Regions from separate parts of the Canis lupus genome. Here region 2 is linked to region 1. A link is a contact called in public Hi-C data. All regions are on one chromosome and are shown on one strand. The core of a region is the stretch at or near the end of the contact, and the rest is flanking DNA. Distances in the headings are between cores, read along the strand shown. Region 1 holds the start of CNDP2 (cytosolic non-specific dipeptidase). Region 2 holds the start of FBXO15 (F-box only protein 15).

What was found. A called contact is a pair of places that touch in the nucleus more often than the background predicts.
Region 2: a Hi-C map of blood shows a contact between it and region 1, with 6 times the contacts expected there. The contact joins the promoter of FBXO15 here to the promoter of CNDP2 in region 1. A contact is called at or near these places in 2 of 9 Hi-C or Micro-C datasets (both in blood).

What each region holds. Positions count from the first base shown.
Region 1 is chr1:4,903,597-4,907,250 of UU_Cfam_GSD_1.0, forward strand. CNDP2 (cytosolic non-specific dipeptidase) reads right to left here and starts at 1,961. Exons shown (of 12, transcript XM_038525768.1): 1 at 1,901-1,961. LOC106560088 (a long non-coding RNA gene) reads left to right here and starts at 2,268. Exons shown (of 3, transcript XR_005353314.1): 1 at 2,268-2,472; 2 at 3,298-3,490.
Region 2 is chr1:5,154,531-5,158,184 of UU_Cfam_GSD_1.0, forward strand. FBXO15 (F-box only protein 15) reads left to right here and starts at 1,811. Exons shown (of 8, transcript XM_038525788.1): 1 at 1,811-1,941. The coding sequence starts at 1,814. TIMM21 (mitochondrial import inner membrane translocase subunit Tim21) reads right to left here and starts at 1,661. Exons shown (of 6, transcript XM_038525791.1): 1 at 589-1,661. The coding sequence starts at 886.

The DNA of each region.
Region 1 (3,654 bases), core at 711-3,210:
GTAGTTCCTGGTAACACTCATTTACCAGCACTTAACATTTTTTTTTTTTTAAAGCACATAGAGAACTTCCCATTTACTATTACCACAGAGGAAATAATCATTCCAAGGATCTAAGCAAAAATGTCACATCCTGTTTGTTACGGTCACAAACCCATTAACACAGCAATCAAACAGAAGGGAGGCAGATAAATTGTGTTTACAAGTCGATGATCTGAGCCCAGAGATGGTCAGAGGCCTCATTAGGATAAAGGAACCTTCGTGGAGCCCACAGCCTCTCTCCAGGGTTCATTGGGAACATGGTTTCCCATGTGTGAGACCTAATACACTCTGCTCCACATTACAAATACGGGGGAAACGAAATCATCTGACCAGCCATCTTTAACATGGGAATGAAGAGCAAACAAAAATGATTCTGGTCTGGGGACTTTAAAATTGGTTGTCTCTCCTTTCTCGCACTGACATCTCAGTTTCCATCAAGTGGCAAGATGGCCCGACGCAGCAGTGGGCAGAGCTCGGCTGTACCACAGTGATACCGAGGATTTCAGAAATGCAGGGATAGCCACAGGATCCTGTGACATCTACCTAGTTCTAAAAGCCTGTGTACCCACACGCTGTAGTCAGAGTATTTTTTCCTTGGTATGGGATTCCAAAGTGACTGCTAAACAGAGGAGTGACTCTATCTACGCTGACACCAGGCGGGGCAGCTGTTGAGCAGATTGAGGAAGTCACCTCAGCCCTGGAGTGTGATTTCAGTCAGGACAGATCAAGCTACTCGTTCCCAGGGCCTCCTTCCCCTCTTCAAACACCCATGACGGGGCATAAAATATTTACAAACGTCCCAGCAGGGAGGCTCAGCCTGCTTCAGCTGAGGCTTTTATCTGAAAAACAAGACCGTCCACAAATGCTGGGGAGGCATTTCACGAGCACCAGTAAGTCCAGCGTTCGTCTGTCACCGCTCATGAAAACTGGGAAGCCGTCTACGACCACACACCGCTCTGGGCACCAGCGGTCGGTCATGGGCCGGTCATTGGGCCGGGCAAGCTCACGCTCAGGGCAGGGCGAGCCGGCGGCCTCCCGCTGGGTCATTCCAACAACGAACTACCTGGGGGCACTTCACCCAAGAATACACAGAGGCCGCCGGCTCGGCCCTCCAGGCCACGTCCGCAGGGCTGGCTCTTTCCTTCTCTGAATCAGAACCTAGGGAAGCAGGTCCTGCCAGGGCCGAGCGCGCCCTCCCACCCGGTTCTGGGCTGTTCTGCCCCAGCCCGCCCCTCTAGCGCCCCGGGGAAGGTAAGCGCGCCGCGCGAGGGCGGACCACAGCTGATGCTGCGCTTCCCAAGTAACTGCCGGGGGCTCTCGATTTCCTGCGGAGTGACATAACCCACCCAGGGGCTGGCGGCCCCGCAGGACCAGCGGGGTAAACACGCCTGTGACCCGGTGACCCGGGAACCTGCCCGGCGCCCGCGGCAGGGCCGGACAGTCCCGCCCCCCCCGCCCCCACACACGCCCGCGTACAAACCTCCCAGCCCCTCCTCCCTGCACGCCGGCCGCACACCTCGTGACCCCGGGTCCCACGAGCAGGACCGGCCGGACCCCGCCCGGGGCCAGGACGCACGCTGCCATCTCCCGGCCTCCGTGCCGGCGGGACCCCGCCAGGGGCTCGCCGCGCGACGGGAGGCTTTCGTTTCCCGCGGGCCGCGTCGGGAGCCAGCAGCTGCGGTCCAGGTCCCACGCGCCCCGGACCCTCGCGGCGGCCTTCTCCCAACCGGGACATCCTCCCTTCCTGTCCCCGCCGGCCGCGGGGCCAGGCCGCCGCCCCGCTCCCACTAGCCCAGGCGCGACTCGGGCCTCCGCGAGGCCCACTAGGTCCCGCCCGCCTCGGCCCGCGAACCGCCCTCACCCCTCAGCCGCCGCCGCCGCGCCGGTGCCGCAGCACGTGCCCGGCCACGCCCCCCGCGCGGGCCCGCCTCCCGCTGCCGCGCTCACCAATCCCCGGCCTCGCTCGGAGGGCAGGCGTGGCGCCCCTCGCTGCCCACCAATCGCCGGCCTCACCCGGAGAGCCGGCGTCGCCCCGCCCCGCTGCCCCGCTCACCAATCCCCCGCCTCGCTCGGAGGGCTGGCGTCGCCCCGTCTCGCCCCGCCCCGCCTAGCAACCGCCGGGCTTGTGGGTAGAGCCGCCGTCGCCCCGCCCCGCCCGCCGCTCAGGGGTCGTGCGGAGGGCGGGACTTCCGGGCTGGGACCTTTCTCCCGCCCCCCGCTTCCGGCTGCCTGCTGAGTGTCGGCCGGCGCGGAGGGGTCTGCAGCCCCGAGGTCCCCAGGTCTCGGGCCGCTCGGGAGGGTCCGGCGGTGCCACCTGCCGCAGCTTGGCTCTGGGGTCGCCGGGCCCCGAGATCGCGGGACATGGTGGCGGAGAGGCCCGTGTTGACTTCCTGCTCTAAGCTTTCGCCTGTGTGACCGCAGGGCCCAGGGCAGGTGATCCTCTCCGCGGGAATTGGGCAAAACCTGTAACCCTCCCGCATTCTTTCCTTTTTAAAAAAAATAGCAAGTTTAATGGCTTCAAAGGATGTAATTTCCCACGTGCAGTAAATACTTTGAAATAGAATGACCTCCCCTTAAATGTCACATTGTAAGGCTTTTTGCTGATCCGGTTGGAAAAGTGAGGGAATACTGGACGGTGCCCCAATTCTCCCTCCGTCAAGTCCAACTGTACCAAGAGCTTTTGCCTTGGGGGCAAATGTCTATTTTCAGTAGTCTATTATTCGTTTTTAACCATTTCCTTTTTTTCTTGTCTTTGGGTTTTTTTTTAAAAAAGCTTTGAATTGAAGTAGACGTGCCCTTGAACGTTTTGGTTTCAGGGGTACAACCTGATTCAACAACTAGCACCATAAGGAAGCCCTCGCCAGCCTGGGTGTGTTACAGTCTGTCGTACAGTCACGACAGTACTATTATTTTTTAAAGATTTTATTTATTCATGAGACACACAGAAAGAGGCAGAGACCCAGGCAGAGGGAGAAGCAGGCTCCCTGCGGGAAGCCCAACAGGAGACTCAATGCCAGGACCCCAGGATCACTCCCTGAGCCAAAGGCTGACCAACCGCTGAGCCACCCAGGCATCCCTGTTACAGTATTATTCACTATTTCCTAAGCTGCCATTTATATCCCTGTGACTTACTTATTTTTTGGAAGTTTGTACCTTTTAACCCCCTTCAGCTAATTTGTACAAGCTCCAACAACCTCCCTTTCTGTCCACCACCACTTCATTGTCAACATTTAAGACTGTTTCTCCTTTGTGTTTTAGATTCCACGTAAAGACGAAATTACAAAGTTTTTGTCTTAACCATAAAAGATCCATCCAGTTTATTGTGAATGGCAAGATTTCTTTTTTTTATATAGCTGGATAACATCCCATTGTATACATATCTCCCGGCTTCTTTATCCATCTGTGGATGGACGCTTGGCTCCTCCCGTATCATGCTGCAGTAAATAAAGGGGTATGTACATGGCTTCAGATTAGTGCTTTTGTTTTCTTTTTTTTTTATTTTTTTTATTTTTTTAAATTTTTTTTTTTATTTATTTATGATAGTCACAGAGAGAGAGAGAGAGAGAGAGGCAGAGACATAGGCAGAGGGAGAAGCAGGCTCCATGCACTGAGAGC
Region 2 (3,654 bases), core at 561-3,060, 250 kb after region 1:
CATTGTTTCACACTGTACCTACCTCCTCCTCATTGAGTGCATCTGTTTGTGTACAGGAACTCTCTGGCACACCCGTTAGCATCTGCTCAAGTGTACGCAGAGGAAATGGAAGCTCAAGAACTACTGGTGAACGGCTGTTCTAAAGAGCAATGACCTGGGTACTAGGAAATGAAGATTAGAAGATGTGGCTTTAATTTTCCGTTGTGTGAAACTGGGGAAGTGTGCCTCACACACAGAATTTTAATGTTTGAGGGAGGGAACAGGAAACTCAACTGTGGTAAACCACATCTGTGAAGTCTACTGACTTACTATCAAGTACTCAACAACGGTTAAGTTGTAATAAAAGCTGGGAAACATTTTCTCGCCACAACTCAACAAAGTCACCTAAAAAGCAACTTTGAAATCCGAGTTCAAGTCTGTGAAGAAAAGAAGTCTGTGGGTCTATAGTCTCAAACTCTGCACTGTGTTGAACGGTCCTACCTTTTAATTTGCGTGAACCGTTTTTCTACCTTTAGCCCTGAACTTGTGCGAAGGAGGGACCCTGCTCGCTCTCGCCACGTTTGCTGATAGACTCATCACTCCCGTTACCTTTCTGTGACGTTGAGACGACGGGTTCCCCTCTCTGGCTGTGCACGGACACTTGTTTGCTGCCGTCGTCTCCTGCCCTCTGGGGGCTCTGCCTCTGCGTCCAGATGGTTTTCTGGGTGACTCCAAGGATACTCTCAGGTCGTACCGCTTTCTTTTGCTCTCGCAGACCCCAGCTCAAACCCGACGCGGTCTTCAAGCGAGCTCTGTTAAGCACGAAGTGTGGCGGAAACAACGGCTTCCCTGACGACCTGCACAGCTTCTCCGCACACCGCGCAGCTCGTAAGAAAGTACAAATCATGATCACAGAAAACCGCTCCGCTTTACAAAGGTGCCAGCGGGGAACCGCAAAGCTTCACCACCCAATACACGCCCAGCCAGAGTGTCCTCAGCGCTACACAGTCACATCGGTGATTCTGCACGGCTTGTTCGGCAAAAAAGTTAGCTCCCGAAAGAAGCCGTGTCCACCTCTTCTTCCCTTCTGCGCTCTTTCTACTAGAATTAAAGTGATTTAATTACCTGCCGTATTGACATTCACACACTACCCGCCATGCCTCTGCAAAGTAACCTGGGACACCTCGGGGAGTCCTGGGAACAGTAGTCCGAGGCCCTCACTCCTCGCAGAGCTACCGCAGCGGGAAAGGCACCGGGACTACAACTCCCACAGTGCAAGGCGGCCAGACAGCGCGTGGCCTTTCCGCCACCTTCCAGAGTTCCTTGCGCATGCGCTCCACCTATTTGGCGCCAGGGTGGGCGGGGCGATCGCTCAACGGGCGGCAATCAAATTAGCGATTACGAACTGGGTGTTCTTGCAGCCCTTCGAGAGGACTGTAAACTGCGAAATTCTCAGTCTGACTATGGCTCTGCTGTTGCTTGTGGGGAAATGATGTAGCCTGTGTTTCAGTTTCTTCCCAAGGCCACCAGACGGGAGGCAGCACAAACTTCCCCAAAGCCAGCGGCTGGGGAGAGACGAGGTTGCGGCAGTGCCCCCACCCGGGACCGAAACTCGGCGGCCCGCTTGCCACGCGGCGACCTCGGCATCAGGCCGCGGGGCGTGGGAAGAAGCAGGGCCCGGAAGTTTCCAGAACCGCTCCTCGAGCCGGCGGAAGGGCGGGCCGCCCTCCGTCCCGCCCCTGCGCACGCGCGCCGGCGTCGAGTGGGCGTGGCGTGGGGCGGCGCGCTCCTGCCTCCGTCGTCGCTCCGCCTCGGGCGCTCCCGCCGGGTCTCCATGGCGACGGGACGCGGCCGACTCCTGCTGCAGCACTGGCGCGGCCTCCTGGCGCTGCATTGGCCGCCGGGCGGCGTCGGCGCGGCCCCGGGGCTGGCCGGGGAGGCCCCCGGGCCCGCGGGGTTCAGGTGACTGTCGGGGGCCGCGGGGCGGGGCGGTACCCGGCACCTTCCCCCACTAATTTCACTCTCGGCTGTTCTTAGTGCAGGAGAGGTCCAGAGAACCGCGGGAGGACGTCCCCTCAACTTGGAAACATGCGGAGACCCCACGTCCTGATACAAGTAGCCTAGCTCCCCCCCACCCGGGGAACAGGCTTCCTCCTTCCCTTCATTCAGTTGTAGGCGCTGTGGGGAGCTGGGAGCCCTGGAGCAGCGCCTCCTGCGGGATGCGCTCCACCTGCGAGGGCAGGTGCACATCCCTGGTCTGCACCTGCGGGTCGCCACAAGGGCACCCGTTCAAAGCTCATCCCTAAAGTAGCTTGTGTCTTCTGGGGCTGGAAAATCACCTTTCGTTCTTTTTATTAGGCTCTGGAATCTACTCATCAAAAGGTTACCGATTTTCTCTCCCGCCCATGGTTCCTGAATGGAGGACACAACCTCTAAGCAGATAATTCTGGTGGGCGGGTTGGTCTGGGAGTTTGTTTTCCTGGGGCAGAGCTTTCTGAATTTCGGATTTCGAGGCCTCCAGTGCCTTTCGTTTGGTTTCTTTTTACTCTTTTTTTCCTTCTTTCCATGGAGTTGGGGGGGGGAGAGTGAGGGAGAGATGGGGAGGGCAGAGGAATAGGGAGAGAGAGAATCTTAAGCAGGCTCCACTGTGAGACTTCATCTCACAACCCTGAGATCATGGTGGAAGCTGAAATCAGGAGTCCACTGCTTAGCAACTGAGCCACCCAGAAGCCCCATAGGTCTGCTAGGCAAACCCTGAAGGGATGCTTATTGATAGCCACTCCTTGGTGTTCAGGCCCCTGATCCCCTTCTGCCTCTCTTCCTTGGGCACCTTGCGGCTGAAGGGTGGTCCTCTTGTTAAGTGAGAGAAGGCAACTTGGAGGTGATGGGGAAGGGGCAAGAAGCAGGATGCTGCAGCTATAATCCAGAAGGCTCTTTAGCTTAACTCCAAAGGTTGGTTGATTTCAGAGTGAATGATCCAGTTTGTCAGAGGTGCTGTCATGGTCCCTTGTGGTGAGTGGTCCCTAACTTTACAGCCATCATCTCGGTTAGTGTGCCAGGTGGAGTGACAGTATGAAGAGCAGTTTGCAACCTTGATGATTCTCTTTGCTTGCACGTCCTTGTGATTTGTAAGATACAAAGAACTCATGTGTATCGTGTCTTCTAATAAACCGAATGTCTGTGTTTATGTAGAAAAAACAATTGTTATTTAACAATCGACAATTTGAATTTTGTTTTCCCGAATCTCCAGGACTACGTCCCATGTTCACCCAAGGGTCCATAACCCTGTCATGTTGTTTTTGGAAGTGGTGCTCTGCACCTTTGTATTATGGCAGTAGTTGGTTCTTGAGTGTAGCTGCAGTGCTGGATATACCACAGGACTTGTGACAACTAAAATGGTGACAATGCCTTCAAAACTTCTGTAGGAGCATTTAAATTTGAGGTCTGAACTTTAGATCAATTTGCCACTAACACTAAAATTAGTCTTTATATATAGAGCTCTGTCAGTGGGGAGCAGAATGATTTTTATGTGATGAATCTTCTATTACTTTGTAAGTTGAGTGAACATCCTGGTAATGACGTACTTAGAGTGCCTGGCAAGGGAGCCTGCTTGTCACCCTGTGATTTGGTGAGGTCTGCATTCTTTATGGGAAGGAAAATAAGCTGCTGAAAATG